Linked DNA regions of Sus scrofa: all the other regions are linked to region 4. Evidence: chromatin contacts called from public Hi-C, HiChIP or PLAC-seq and promoter capture Hi-C data. All regions are on one chromosome and are shown on one strand. Each heading gives the region's core, a stretch centred on a gene start, on an enhancer-like site or on the middle of the called end of the contact. The rest is flanking DNA. Distances are from core to core; before and after follow the strand shown.

Region 1 (2,700 bases), core at 84-2,583, 130 kb after region 4:
TGGCATCAGTCAGTGCTGAGTCCGTGAAATGGGCTAAAAAGAGCCCCTGAACTTTTATGCTGGGTGGAGAGTGGGATGAAGAAGCGGCTGACAGAGGCCAAGTGTAACAGAAGCAAATCCAAAATCACAAAGTGCAGGCAGGCAGTGGGGTATGAGATACAAATCCCATGCCACAATTTATCCAACTGTATGCTTTGAATGTGTGCAGTTCACTGCAAGTCTACTGAGCCTCTATAAAAAGGTTTAAAAAAAAAAAAAGAAAGAAATCCAAGGGGCAGAAAGCTCCTGTGAATAAATTCTGGGAGACTCTTACCCCCAAATGAGCAGTGGCTCTCTCAGTGGGAGAATCACTGGTCATTTATTTACAAAGAGCCTGTGACTCTGCGTATCTTTCAATCACCTCTCCTTCCCTTTTCAGCGACGTTTTGTAAAATACTCGGCCATTGAAAGCAAATACAAGCCCTATAGCCAGTTCAGAGACAGAGCTGTGGAGTCACCAGGTAGTCAGTGCCGACACCTGCCGCCCAGCCCTTGCCCGCTGCTCAGGGACTCTTGGGACAAGGAAGCCTGCTTGCAGAGGGCAGGTGTCCCAGTGGGCTGGGGGCCCTAAAATTCTGTGGGCTTTCCATCCATCAGGAGGTGGGGTCCTGATCAGCGATACAACCAGGGGTGACCTAAAGTAACATTTGTAACCGCTAATTGGACCAAGGGCCGCCACGGCTCCTGCCCCTCCACCACTGTTCACCCCCCTGAGGGGCCCGGTTGTCTGGTCCTCCGCGGTTGTCCCCCGCCCCTAAGGGCCCGGCCTCCCCGCCGCCCGCGGTCGTACCTCCTGAGGTCGCCCTGCCCGCGGTCGCCCTCTCTGAAGGACCCGGCCTCCCTCGCCTCTACCACCGTTCACCCCTCTGAGGGACCCAGCCTTCACACCGCCCGCGGTCATACCTCCGAGGACCCACCTGCCGCCTGCTGTCCGAAGGATCTGGCCACTCTCGTCGCCAGACTCCGCCCCCGGGGCTCCAATCAGCCTTGCCTCGCCGTCCGCCGCGGAAAAACTCCGCGCACCACTGCCCCGCCCCGGATATACTTCCGCTCCTGTCCAAGGCCTTCCCGGAAGTGGAGCGGAGACTGCCCGCGGGCGGAGCAGCTGAGTGCCCGGAGCGCTGGACCGGGCCTCGAGGTGGGGCCGCCGTGGAAGGAGGAGCTTGAGCGGGCCGAGAACGCCTGCGTGGAGCGCGGTCAGGGGCGGGGCCAATAGAGGGGTGGAGCCCTCTTTGGGAGCTGAGGTTGGTGGGCGTGGCTTGAAAGAGGAGTAGGCGGTGGGAAGTCGCTAGTCAGTTGCGAGGGCGGGCCTACGCCGAGGGGGCGGGAGAGGGCGAGGCTATGTCACAAGAGAGCGGTTGGTTGGTGAGCGATGGGGGCGGGGCACGAGGGCGCCGTTTGTTGGTGCGCGGCAGAGGGGCGTGGCTCGAGGGGCGCCGTCGGTTGGCCGGCGGCGGGCGGCGGGTGGTGGGCGGTGGGCGGTGGGCGCGGGCGGCGGGCGGCGGGCGGTGGGGGCGGGCCATGGCCCTGCTGCTGTGCCTGGGCCTGACAGCTGCGCTGGCCCGAGGCTGCTTGCACTGCCACGGCAACTTCTCAGAGAAGTTCTCCTTCTACCGCCATCACGTGAACCTCAAGTCCTGGTGGGTGGGCGACATCCCTGTGTCGGGTTCGCTGCTCACCGACTGGAGCCAGGACACGATGAAGGAGCTGCATCTGGCCATCCCCGCGGAAATCAGTGAGTACCCCGGCCCTGCCTGCACGCGCTCCACGCCCAACCAGACCCTGGGCCAGGCCTCTCTCACAACTCTCCTCTCACCCCCAGCCCGGGAGAAACTGAACCAAGTGGCAAACGCCGTGTACAAGAGAATGGATCAACTGTACCAGGGAAAGATGTATTTCCCGGGTAAGGGGGCGGCCGCCACAGTGGGAAACCGAGGAACAACCCCGCGGCCCCAGGGCATCTCACGCTGACCCATCCACCTGCCCCTGACCTTCTCCCTCCTGCCTCCCCCCATTAGGGTATTTCCCCAACGAGCTGCGAGCTATCTTCCGGGAGCAGGTGCACCTCATCCAGAATGCCATCATCGAAAGTGAGCAAATAAGGGCTTCGGGGATGGAGGATGCTGCCCAGAGCCTGAGGACCCAGGACCACAGGAGTGTTTGCCTCTTTCTAGGCCTAGGCCCAGGTTCCAGCCAGGGCCTGGCTGAGACTAGAGCCATGTGAATAGGGATCTGGCATGATGCAGCTGGGTGTTGGAACTCAGAAAGGACAGAAAGTGGGGAGAAAGTCTGCTCCCTGGGAGTTCCCGTCGTGGTGCAGCGGAAAGGAACCCGACTAGGAACCATGAGGTTGCGGGTTTGATCCCTGGCCTCGCTCAGTGGGTTAAGGATCCGGCGTTGCTGTGAGCTGTGACGTAGGTTGCAGACTCGGCTAGGATCCTGCATTGCTGTGGCTTAGGCCAGTGGCTACAGCTCCAATTCGACCCCTGGCCTGGGAACCTCCATATGCTGCCCTAAAAAAACCCCCCAAAAACACAAAAACCAAAAACCAAAAAAGTTTCCTCTCTGAGGGGGGACACTCTCATCTAGTGGACACCAATAGGACACCTGGAAGGATAAATTTTGACCTGTCCCTATCATCTCCCCTAGCCAGTCCCTGGA
Region 2 (2,700 bases), core at 48-2,547, 190 kb after region 4:
CACGTGGGAGCATCACTCATCCTGAAAAGGAGAGAAGCCCTGACACTCACTGCCTACCACGTGGATGGACCTGGAGATCAGGATGCTCAGTGAGAGAAGCAGATACAGAAGGACGCAGTGTGTGATTCCATGGATGGGAAATGTCCAGAACAGGCACATCCACAGACACAGAGAGTGGGTTAGTGCTGTCAAGGGCTGGGATGTGGATGAAGGTGACTGCTGATGGGGATGGGGCTTCTTTTTGGGGTGATGGAATGTTATGGAATTGGATAGAGATGATAATGGTACAACCGTGGGAAGGTACTAAATACCACTGAATTGTATACTTTACAGAGTGAACTGTATGGTAATGAACTGTGTTCCGATAAGACTGCTATTGTAGGGAGTTCCCGTTGTGGCTCAGTGGTTAACAATCTGATTAGGACCCATGAGGTTGTGGGTTTGATCCCTGGCCTTGCTGAGTGGGTTAAGAATCTGGCATTGCCGTGAGCTGTGGTGTAGGTCGCAGATGCGGTTCGGATCCCGCGTTGCTGTGGTGTAGGCCGGCGGCTACAGCTCCGATTAGACCCCTAGCCTGGGAACCTCCATGTGCTGTAGGATCGGCCCTAGAAAAGGCAAAAAGACAAAAAAAAGAAAAAAAAAAAAAAAAGACTGTTATTTTAAGAAAATGACAAAGTGGTGGGCAAGAGAGAGTGTTTAATAAAAAAGAAAAATGGGGAGTTCCTTGTTGGCCTACTAGGTTAGGGACATGGCATTGTCACTGCTGTGGCTCTGGTCACTGCTGTGGCATGAGTTTGAACCCTGGGTGGAAACCTTTGCATGCCCAGTACATGGCCAAACCAAACCAAACAGAACAAAAGCGCTGAGTGCTGTGTGTTTGATGATTGACTGAACCAAGGTGTGGATGTGTGTATGACTTGGTGGGATGATACAAAAACAGCCCAGAGTCATCCAGTGGTTGTTTAACCCAAATTAACTCATTTTGGCCTCACTGTCCCCTGGGAGGAAGTGACTCCACTTTCCAGATGAGGAAACCAAGGCCTCTGAGCTGTGCCTAGCCAAGTTCAGCCAGCAGAGCCCAGATTCCCCTCAGTGGTGTTGTCCTCCTCCAGGAAGCCCTCCCCTGATGGCCCTTGGGCTCCTGAGACACAGTCGGTGATCATAAAAGCAAGATGACCACACTTTGTGGGTGGTCTTACCTTTGGGACCCTCTTTTCTGAGGCTGCTAGACAGGAAGCAGTGCTCCCAGGGTCACTGGGGCCAGCCTGGCTGTGGCTCTGTGCCAGTGGGGGCGGGGCCACCCCTTGGCAAATGCCTGGTCCTGCTCCAAGGAGGGGGTGCACCCCAGCAGGGACCTCAAGCCAGACTTCCTCCCCCTCCCACTGTGGCCGAGAGCTGATTGGCCCACCCCATGGCCTCCAACCACCTGTTACTGCCTGTCTCCGGCCACCCTGCCTGTGTTCCATCCTGACCACCAGGCCCAGCGTGGCGGCTGTGGGGTAAGAGGGGCAGAGGGAGGCCTGGGCAGAGGTGGGCCCTCCACCCCAGGATCTAGGAAGGCATCCAAGGTCCATAGGGGTCCCCAAATCCTGTGGCTGCCCTCATACCGCGTAGGGGCACACTCCCCTCCCCCATCAGGCCCCTCCCCCACCATCTGCTCTTGCCCCAGGGAGGGGTTCCCTCTCAGTCCAGATATGAGTCACATTAATGCTTAAGCCAGAGGCACTGGGAACCCCAAAAAGCAGGGATGGGAGGCCAACAGGCAAGTTTGACTCCAGCTCTGCACAACCTCAGGCCCATGCCTCTGTCTCCAGCCTCAGTTTCTTCACCTGCCCTACGGGAGCAAAGGCAGCCAGAGGAGGTGGGACCCCCAGCGTTGAGGTCAGGAGCCCTGGGACCCCCCGCCCCTGGCCTTCCTGTCATGGCCAGAGCAAGGCTAGTCCTTGCTGCTGGGCCTTCAGCTCCCAGACTTAGAGGGTCCAGGGGAGGCTGGGTGCCAGGAATTGTGGGTGAGGATGGTCCAAAGGAAGACCCCAGGGGGGCAAAGGCCTGGGAGGGGATGGGCCGCATGTTGACTGGTCCCACTGGCCTTGGCCACCGGATAAAAATAGTCCCTGGTCTCAGAGAACATGAGCCGACCCTGGGGCCAAGGGTTCCGGTTTGGGCTCCTTGCTCACCTCTGTGTGACCAAGGGCAGGACTCAGCCCACTCTGGGGGCCCAGGAGCCCCTGTACTCAGCAATGCTGGGGCCTCAGAGATGCTGGCCTATCGGGAGGGGTCCCAATGCCGGCCTAAGGGGTCAGGAAGAGTTCCTGGCTGCTGGGCCATATCCTGCTGAGTGTGAATTTACCAAGTGAAGAGGGCTCCAGGCAGAGAGAAAAGCCAGGGCTTGTTGTGGGGATGGGAGAGGAGGGACCCCTTTTCTCTTCAGGTCAGGCCCAGACCCCTAGCAGGGGCTCAGCAAGTGTAGGCTGCTTCTTCCCCACTCTCCCCAGCCCTACCCTGGACCTGCTGCTTCTCAGACATCTCCATGACAACCAGGGCCTTGGAAGAGCTGGATGGAGGCCTGGGCAGCTGCCCAGTGGATGAGGACCTCTCTGCACTGGCTGACCCCTGCCCAGGCCAGCCCCGGGAGGACAGGGCCCGAGGTAGAGGGCCCCCCCAATGAAGCCCATGCCCCACCCTCCTGCTGAGCTGGAT
Region 3 (2,778 bases), core at 193-2,692, 250 kb before region 4:
GGGAGTTGTCCTAATACCAGGGTTTCCCCAACAGGGTCCCCAGGGCTCCTTTCTAGAACGGGGTGGGGGATCCACCTGCCAAGCCCCGTCCCACACCCCGATGAGGGTCTCCGTCCCACAGTCAGACAGCGAAGTCCCTCCAGCTTCTCTCCCCGGGGACCCAGAAGGGGGCGGGAGCGGCAAGCAGAAACCGAGGGGTTAGAGGGGGTTCCGAGGTTGAGGAAGACCCGACATCAGAAAAGGAGAAACCCCCGCTTTGTTTGCCAACTGGAGACGGGTGTGAAACGGATGCCCCAGAGCACCCCCTCCTCCGCGAAGCTTTTTCTTCTTTGGAGGGCGTGTGAAACTGACTTTTTTGAGGAGTACGAAACCGCACTTTTTTGTGGGGTAGCTGAAACCGATTTTAAGGCAGACCTGGGGTGGGGGAGACTGAAACAGGCTTTTCAAGGAGATCCGAGACACTTCTGGGGTATCACAAGGACTTTTGGAGACTCGAAGCGAACTCAAAAGATGTACGAAACCACTTTGGGAGAAAGAGGGGCAAGGAACTTCTCGCTCTGGGGGGAGGGGTGGGAGGAGGCCCGGGAAACCAACCCCCACCCTACCCCCCCCCAGCAGCCGGTGCGGGCGGCGCGGCCCGGGAGCCCTTTGAAGCTCGCGGCGCTGCCGCCGCCACTGCGCTGCTCGCCCCGAAGCAGCCGCCGCCCGTGCCCGCGTACCGCGGAGCAGATGCGGCCCCCGGCCAGGATTTCGGCCCCCGCCTGCAGTGGCGCGGCGCACCTTCCCCGCAGACAAAAGGACGCTCCTTCTCCCTCTCTCGCTCCCCTCCAAACTCCGGCGCCGGCCGGGCCCCCGGGGGAGGGGGCGCCCGCGGGCCCCGCGCCGCTACCCCGCCGCGAAGTTGGGCAGCCCAGCGGCGCCCCCCGCGCCCCCGCCCGGCTCCGCAAACTTTCCTCAAGTGCCGACTGGCGGGGGCGCGCGGGCCCGAGCGCGCCCTCCACGTCGCCTGCCCCCTCCGGCGCGCAAAGTTGGAGAACAATGACTTCGGCCGCGCCGCCCCCCGCCCGGCCAGCCACTGCTCGGAGTCTCCGCACCCCAGAGCGGCCCAGCCCGCCAGGCACCGAGCGGCGGAGGGTCCCGGCGCGCTCACCTGCTCGGCGCGGCCCGGCCCGCAGCGCGCGGGGGGCGGCGACATGAACGGCCCCCCCGGACAAAGGGGCGTCGCGGCCCCGAGGGGCGCGCGTGGGCGGTGGCGCGTAGCCCGGCTCCCCGCGTATCCGCTCGGCGGACCGTCCGCGGTCCGGGCACTGGCGGAGGCGACGCGAACGGAGGCCGCGGTGCCCGCCGGCCGTGTCGCTGGGCTCGGTCCGGCCCGCTACGCCCGCGGCCGCCGCCGCTGCCTCATCTTCCTGCGGCGGGAGACATGTTCCGCCCCCAACCCGCGCCCCGCCCCCTACAGGCCCCGCCCCTCATCAGCTCCGCCCCGCGTCCGCCCGCGGATCCCTCCGCCGCGGTTTGCACGCCGCCCACTGCCACACGTCCGCCCCACGCTCCCGCCGAACGCGGCAGCGGGCCCGCGGAGCCCAGCGCCTGGAGCGGGCGATCCGAAGAATCGTGGGCCAACGGCATGAGGTGGGGGCAGGGACTATCTTCCAGAGCGGAGGCGCACGTGGATTGGCCGCATAGCCGTGACGCAAGCGGGAAGGACCGAGCGATGGAAAGAGAAGGCCGAGCGGACGAGGCCAATTGGAAGGTGCGAAAGCCTGATTGGCGGGGATGCCGGCCGTTCGCAACCAGGCTCCGCCCCGCCCCGCCCTCCCCTCTGCGCGTCCGGGTAAAGAAGGAGGCGGGACTCTCCGAGCGAGAGGCCGCGAGAAGCGATGGGGGAGGTGGGGCTTGGAGTTTTATTCTCAGGTGTGCATGGCCGGCCGCACGGCCTTTTGGGCTTGGTCGTGTCTGAGTTCCTAGGTCTGGCCCCTGCTGCTGGGTCTTGCGAGCGGGCATTCCAGACTTGGAAGGAATAAATCAGACCTATTTTCCCGTGGGGTCACTGATGCAGCTCTGTTTCAGGGTCAGAAATTCCCCCCGTGGAACCCACTCTGTGCCTCTGACTTGCTGGTTGCCTTTGTCTGCCTGAGACTCAGTTTATTCGTCGATAAAATGGGATCTTGGCCTGAGTTTGGACAAGGACTTAAGACCTTCTGACTCTCACTGGTCTGTGAGAGTCACTTAGATCCCCAGTTCCCTCCCACGTCCAGAGGCTCTTCAGCTTTTGAAAACCACAGACCCTACAGGATGGAAATAATTTTTTTTTCTTTTTGCCTTTTCTAGGGCCGCTCCCATGGCATATGGAGGTTCCCAGGCTAGGGGTCTAATCAGAGCTGTAGCCGCTAGCCTGCGCCACAGCCACAGTAATGCAGGATCCAAGCTGAGTCTGTGACCTACACCACAGCTCACCGCAACGCCGGATCCTTAACCCACTGAGCAAGGCCAGGGATCGAACCCGCAACCTCGGATTTGTTTCCGCTGCACCACAACGGGAACTCCTGGAAATAATTATTATAAATGAAAATAACACACTCTGTCATGGCCCCCTGTGTCCGCAGAGAGAAAGCTACACTCCCCTCCAGGCCAGGGATGGGCTCTTGACACAGCAGCCTCCTCCTTGCTCTTCTAGAATCTGCCTGGCTCATTCCTACCTGGGAGCAAAGGCTCTTCCATCCCTTCTGGAGCCTTGAGCCAGTTCAGTTCAGTGCTGCCCTCAATCCAGGGAACAGG
Region 4 (2,700 bases), core at 184-2,683:
AAAACCTGGAGTTCTCCAGAATCTGGGAGGATTGTGGAGTTGTTTCATTCATTTATTCACCACACACCGTGACCACACAGACTGAGTGCCTGCTGTGTGTGCCTACAGACCCAGCAATGAGCAAAACAGATGTGGTCTCTGGTTTGGTATGGCTGGTGGAGGAGGGTGACTTGAAACAAACACACTCCTTTATGTTAAGGCTCAGGTTGGAAGGGGTCAGCTTGTACCGAGAAAGGACAATGGGGGAAGAAGCTTGGGCTTCCTGGAGGTAGTGACATTGCAAGTGGAGCTGAAAGAGGAGAACTGGGTCAGAAGAAGCCCTAAACTGTTGCCATTCTGCCATCTCCTTCTACTTTAATTCTCCTTCCCCAAATTTGTCTGCTGGACAGCAGGACAAAAATCAGAGACCATGCAATCTTCCATCTGCCAAATCTAGCTTTTAGCCTTTAGGGTCTGGCCCTTGGTCACTCTGCTCCAAGCAAGCTTATAACACCATCTGAAACGGTCATGTCCATTTATTCACTGTCCTGTCCATCCCCTCGCTCAGGACTGAGAACTCGCTGGGAAACCGTGCCAAGAGTTTAGCTCACCATTCTATTTTCAGAACAGCTGGCAGGCATTTAATAAAGACGTGAATGGATGAGTTTCCCTCAACACTAAAAATGCCCCGCAGGAGGCACGCGGGCCACGCGGGTAGGCCCTGTCCTGGGTGATGCTGGGCCTCACTGCGGGGTTCTTGCCAAGCTCCCCCTACCCAAGCTTTTTCTAGGTCCAGGATGGACTGACAGTATATGAGCAAGTACTCTACACTGCACTTGTTGAGCGTCAGCTGCTTGCTAGGGCCTGTGCTCAGGCGGCAGGCCCAGGCGGAAGGTCCAGTTGGACCAGTGCCTTGAGTGACACCCTCCTTGGCTCCTCGATTATGTCACAGCTCCTTCTGGCTCGGAGAAGCACCGCCCCGTCGCTAGCCTATCACTCTACACAGCTCTCCCCACCCCAACCAGCAAGTCTGCCGCAGGACTCCCCGGAAGTTGGCTTATCCACGCGCTGACCACGCCCGCGGCACCGCCCGACCGTGACGTCAAGTGGCGAGACCTTGACGCCACAGAAGCGCGGTGGGGCGGTGTCTCAGTGACCAGCCACGCGTCTCCATGGCAACGGCGGGGGCGGGCCAAGACCGCGGGCCAGAGCCCCGCCCCCCAGAAGGGTTGACTGGGGACCGCTCCTTCCCCGTCCGTGCGCGCCCTCCCAGCCGCGCACCTCCGGCGGTCCCCCCGGCTGCGGCCCAGCCACCCTGGAGCAGCCGCAAAGCGTGGCGGCCGTCGCGCAGTGTCGCCCGCTGCCGCAAAGCGGCGGGCGCGCCGCCGGGTCCCGCCTCGCGCTGTGACGTCACGCGCGCGCCCTACGGCCTCCGGCGGCTGCGCAGTGGGCGCCAGGCCCTCCCCCGCGACGCTGGCGGCGTAAGCGCGGGCCGCGGGCGACGCTGTGAGACCGGGGCGAGCCGGGCGCCCGCGCGGCGGGGACGGCCCGCGCCCAACATGCGGAGGCCGGCGCCGACGGCGCGGGAGCGGGGGCCCAAGCGGGCGCCAGAGCCGGAGCGCGAACAAGGTCCGGAGCGGGGGCCCGCGCCGCGCTGCTGAGGGAGCCCGGGCCGCCCAGCCCGGCCGCCCGGCCGCGGGGCCACGGCCACAGCCACAGCCACAGCCACGGCGGAGGCCGTCAGGTAACGACGCGCGCGCCCTCGCCGGCGGTGCGGCCACGCGCCCCGGTCCTGCGGCCCCACCCCCACGGATCCTTGGATCCCGCCGCCCGTACACCCCGCGCTTCGGACCCCCGCATCCCGCAGACCCCCGGTCCCCCGGCATTCCCGCACCCCAGGGGCCCCCAGAATCCTAACTCTGCTCTTGTGGAACTGTGCATTCCCGACTTTGCTCTCCCACTGACCCCTAAACTGCGACCCCACTGCCCCTATGGCCCACTAGCCCCCACACTCTGGACTCCAACCCTTCTCCCCTGTACTCCAGACCTTGCCAGTGACCCCCAAAATCAGGCCCTGCAACCTCTCGTTCCCACTCATCCGCACACTACAGACCTCACAGCTCCTTACTGATTCTTCATTCCAGACCTCAGTATTCTTCATTCCAGACCTCAGTATTCCAGACCTCACTGTTCCCTCGCTCCAGACTTTGTTGTCCTCCACTCTCCCTCAGTCCCACCCCTCCTCCCTTCTTCACTGCTCCCTAGTGCTCAAGCACACTGTCCACTTCCCATGTCCTTCTATTCCTCCAGCTCTCTCTCCTGGGCCCATGGCTGCTGCCTACGCTGCCGCACACTTGCCCCTTTGTGGCTCTGCAGGATTTGGGGGTGAGCCGGGGGCTGGGGGCAGAGGGGAGGAGCAGCAAGAGGGGTCTGGTCTGGAGGATCTGTTTTGGGCTGCTCAGGAACTCCTGGCTCTCGCCTGGCTGCGCCTCCCCCTTCCGCCCTCGCCACCGGCTTTGTTTTCCGGAAACACTTCAGATGGGGGGGGGGTGTAGCGTCTGTGCCCTGCCAGGGACAGCACTTCCCCTGTCTTCTCTGCCCCAGTTTTCTCAGGGGACACTTTCACGTTCAGGGCTGGGGGCCTTAGAGAAAGCCCTGCTGTGACGTCTGGGGCATCATCCTGGGTAGGCTTTGGGCAGCTGGGTTATTCCCTTGGCCTCC
Region 5 (2,700 bases), core at 3-2,502, 200 kb after region 4:
GCCAGCTTTAAGAGGGAAATTTCCATGGGAGAAAGGAAAAAAGAAATCCATCTGTGGGAGTTCCCATTGTGTTAAGGACCAACATTGTCTCTGTGAAGATGGTTGTGTTCACTCCCTGGCCTCAATCAATGGGTTAAGGATCCGGCATTGCATCAAGCTGCCATACAGGCTGCAGCTGCAGCTGCCACTCGACCCCGGCCCAGGAATTTCCACGTGCTGCAGGTGCGGCCATAAAAAAAAAGAAAAAAAGAAAGAAAAAGCCATCCATTTGTTTAAATCTGTGGGAAAACACAACTAATCAGTGTGTGAAGTAATGACACGTTGAGAAAGAAACAAGCAAAACAAAACAAACAAACAAAAAAAACAGGCAAAGAAAATCAGGCTAACAGGAAAAGAAGAAATTAATTAGCTTTGGAGGACGATAGGAAAAACAGCGTAAGAAAAACAATACAGCTGAATACATTGCTTGCCTGAACAGCGAATACTATTTTCAGCCCTAAAAAATAAAACACGATCTGACAAAACTCACGATATCCACATTCAGAATATGGAGGGCGAGGTTGGAGAGGGTGGGTGGCAGATAGAAATGAAACCTCAAACCCGGCGCAGCCAAAAAGAATAACGTTATTTACAAAGCTGCTCTTGGTAGTTCTGAGCTGACAAAAGAACAGAAAAAAGAAGCGATCGGGCACCTAGTGTGACAGGTGGGGAAATCATTTAACTTTGTGGCACCGCTTGCCAAACGGGCCTGGCTAACGGGCCCTGGTGGCCTCGGGTGCGGTGCCAGGAGTTTCGCCGTCACCCCCACCCGTTACAGAAACCAGGTGACTCCCAGACCACATGGCCAGCATACCAACGGGCGACTGCCGGGGCACACGGAAAGCGCCTCGGGAGCTGCCGCCCTACCGGACCGGCATTTATGGCCCGAGCTCCGAGAGGGCGGGGAGCGGGCACCCACTCTCAGCCTGCGCCCCCGCCGACCGCCCCTCGCCCTCTCCCCTCCAGGGAACTCCCGGGGGTCTCCGCCCTAGCCCCTCGCCGCTCCTGACTCGCCTGCGCGGCCTCACTGCCGTAGTCTATTCAGACTCCACCGTAACCGCCTATTCTGCCGCCACAGCCGCCGCGACAATTTCGACAGGCGCACGCGCGCCAAGGGCTAAGGAAGCACTTCCGAGGGCAGGCGAGGCGGGGCCTTCCGTGTGCGCATGCCCAGCCCGCCTAGCGGCGCGGGGCAGACGTTCCGGATGCTGGAGGTGAGTGGCGAGCCGGGAGTGTGGGCCGGAAGCCGAAGTGCGCGTGCGCGTCGGCCCCCACCCTCTCTCGGTGGGCCTAATTCGCGGGGCCACCTCTCGCGGGATAGCGAGTTGCGTCTCGCCCCACCTCCACTTCGCATGCTCCAGGTCGCTTCAGTTAAGGGCGCCATGGGTCGTGGCGGGCCACCTTATTGCATGGTTGTATATGGCAACCGTCCACCTTGCTCACTATCCCGTGCGCCCCGTGAGGGTTCACGTTCTATCCAGGCGGCTCCCAGCACTGTACTGACACGCACCAGTGATTGACAGGCTGAGCGGCCGCAGAACGCGCAGGCGTAGTTGCCCGGGCTGCGCTTCCGGAACGGTGCGGTGGGACTCTTTTGGCGCCGGCAACGGCGCGAGTGGGGACGGCGGCCGGTAAGGCGCGGTTTTCGTTCCGCGTTCCGGGTCCCGGCGGCGCCATGCGCTTTAACGAGAAGGAGCTGCAGGCGCTCTCCCGGCAGCCGGCCGAGATGGCGGCTGAGCTGGGCATGAGGGGCCCGAAAAAAGGAAGCGGTGAGCGGCCCGGGGCGCCCAAGCGGGCGGCAGGCGGGGCTGGGCAGCCACCGAACTCGCGCGAGCCTTCCTTGTTCCCGTAGTGGTGAAGCGGAGACTGGTGAAGCTGGTGGTCAACTTCCTCTTCTACTTCCGGACGGACGAGGCAGAGGTTAGGCGCTGGGGAGGGCGGGGTTGGGGGTAGGGGGTCGGGGCGAGGGCGTGGGGGGGGACCGGAGCCAGGGGGCGGGGCCGGGGTCTGAGGCGTGGGACGGGCTTGGGTGGCTGGAGGGTTCCCCGCACCGCCCCTTACGCGTCCATCTGCCCTCAGCCCGTCGGAGCCCTGCTGCTGGAACACTGCAGAGTCACCCAGGAAGAGCCCAGCGGCTTCTCCATCAGTGAGTGCGAACTGCGGCCAAGCTGCCCGGCCCCGCCCCGGCCCCTCTTGCATCTCTACCGACAAAGTCCATTGTCCCGAGCAGCCCCACTCGCCCTGGCTCCTCCCCGTGGGGCCCAGGCAGAGCTTGCAGCGAGGAGGGCGGGAGGCAAGAAGTCTGACATCAGAGTGGGCGCAGAGTTGTGTATTTCTGAAGAATCATCTCTGTCTCACGCCTCTTCTCTCAGCTTCTGGGGCGTCTTTGGCTTTGGTTTTTTTTTTTTTTTTTTTTTTTTTGTCTTTTTAGGGCCGCACCTCAGGTATGTGGAGGTTCCCAGGCTAGGGATCGAATGGGAGCTACAGCTGCTGGGTTACGCCACAGATCTGAGAAGCCTCTGTGACCTACACCACAATTCACCGCAATGCCGGGTCCTTAACCTGCTGAGCGAGGCCAGGAATTGAACCCACAACCTCATGGTTCCTAGTCGGATTCCTTTCCACTGGGTCGTGACAGAAACTCCAACCCTTGGCATTTCT

Evidence for each region. Promoter capture Hi-C pulls out the DNA fragments that hold promoters and counts their contacts. Hi-C and Micro-C count contacts between places; a contact is called where the count stands out from the background. HiChIP or PLAC-seq counts read pairs in DNA pulled down with a chosen protein or histone mark.
Region 1: a Hi-C map of subcutaneous adipose tissue shows a contact between it and region 4, with 3 times the contacts expected there. The contact joins the promoter of MOB3A here to the promoter of CSNK1G2 in region 4. A contact is called at or near these places in 1 of 5 promoter capture datasets (fetal liver), 5 of 47 Hi-C or Micro-C datasets (blood, embryonic fibroblasts, psoas muscle and 2 more) and 2 of 2 datasets of contacts at active chromatin or transcription factors (alveolar macrophages and skeletal muscle).
Region 2: an H3K27ac HiChIP or PLAC-seq map of alveolar macrophages shows a contact between it and region 4. The contact joins the promoter of JSRP1 here to the promoter of CSNK1G2 in region 4. A contact is called at or near these places in 1 of 47 Hi-C or Micro-C datasets (liver) and 1 of 2 datasets of contacts at active chromatin or transcription factors (alveolar macrophages).
Region 3: a promoter capture Hi-C map of fetal skeletal muscle shows a contact between it and region 4, with 3 times the contacts expected there. The contact joins the promoter of TCF3 here to the promoter of CSNK1G2 in region 4. A contact is called at or near these places in 3 of 5 promoter capture datasets (fetal liver, fetal skeletal muscle and liver), 1 of 47 Hi-C or Micro-C datasets (embryonic fibroblasts) and 1 of 2 datasets of contacts at active chromatin or transcription factors (alveolar macrophages).
Region 5: an H3K27ac HiChIP or PLAC-seq map of alveolar macrophages shows a contact between it and region 4. The contact joins the promoter of PLEKHJ1 here to the promoter of CSNK1G2 in region 4. A contact is called at or near these places in 1 of 5 promoter capture datasets (fetal liver) and 1 of 2 datasets of contacts at active chromatin or transcription factors (alveolar macrophages).

Annotation. Positions count from the first base shown.
Region 1 is chr2:76,474,030-76,476,729 of Sscrofa11.1, reverse strand. MOB3A (MOB kinase activator 3A) reads right to left here and starts at 1,333. Exons shown (of 5, transcript XM_021084201.1): 1 at 957-1,333. It overlaps IZUMO4 (izumo sperm-egg fusion protein 4), which reads left to right and starts at 1,503. Exons shown (of 10, transcript XM_003123021.2): 1 at 1,503-1,774; 2 at 1,862-1,942; 3 at 2,058-2,129. The coding sequence starts at 1,561.
Region 2 is chr2:76,421,002-76,423,701 of Sscrofa11.1, reverse strand. It overlaps JSRP1 (junctional sarcoplasmic reticulum protein 1), which reads left to right and starts at 1,297. Exons shown (of 8, transcript XM_021084195.1): 1 at 1,297-1,499; 2 at 1,815-1,861; 3 at 2,496-2,648. The coding sequence starts at 1,312.
Region 3 is chr2:76,857,743-76,860,520 of Sscrofa11.1, reverse strand. TCF3 (transcription factor E2-alpha) reads right to left here and starts at 1,442. Exons shown (of 21, transcript XM_021084225.1): 1 at 1,151-1,442.
Region 4 is chr2:76,608,364-76,611,063 of Sscrofa11.1, reverse strand. It overlaps CSNK1G2 (casein kinase I), which reads left to right and starts at 1,433. Exons shown (of 12, transcript XM_021084209.1): 1 at 1,433-1,723.
Region 5 is chr2:76,403,722-76,406,421 of Sscrofa11.1, reverse strand. PLEKHJ1 (pleckstrin homology domain-containing family J member 1) reads left to right here and starts at 1,252. Exons shown (of 6, transcript XM_003123020.6): 1 at 1,252-1,808; 2 at 1,892-1,959; 3 at 2,119-2,185. The coding sequence starts at 1,715. It overlaps SF3A2 (splicing factor 3A subunit 2), which reads right to left and starts at 1,540. Exons shown (of 9, transcript XM_021084193.1): 1 at 1,054-1,540.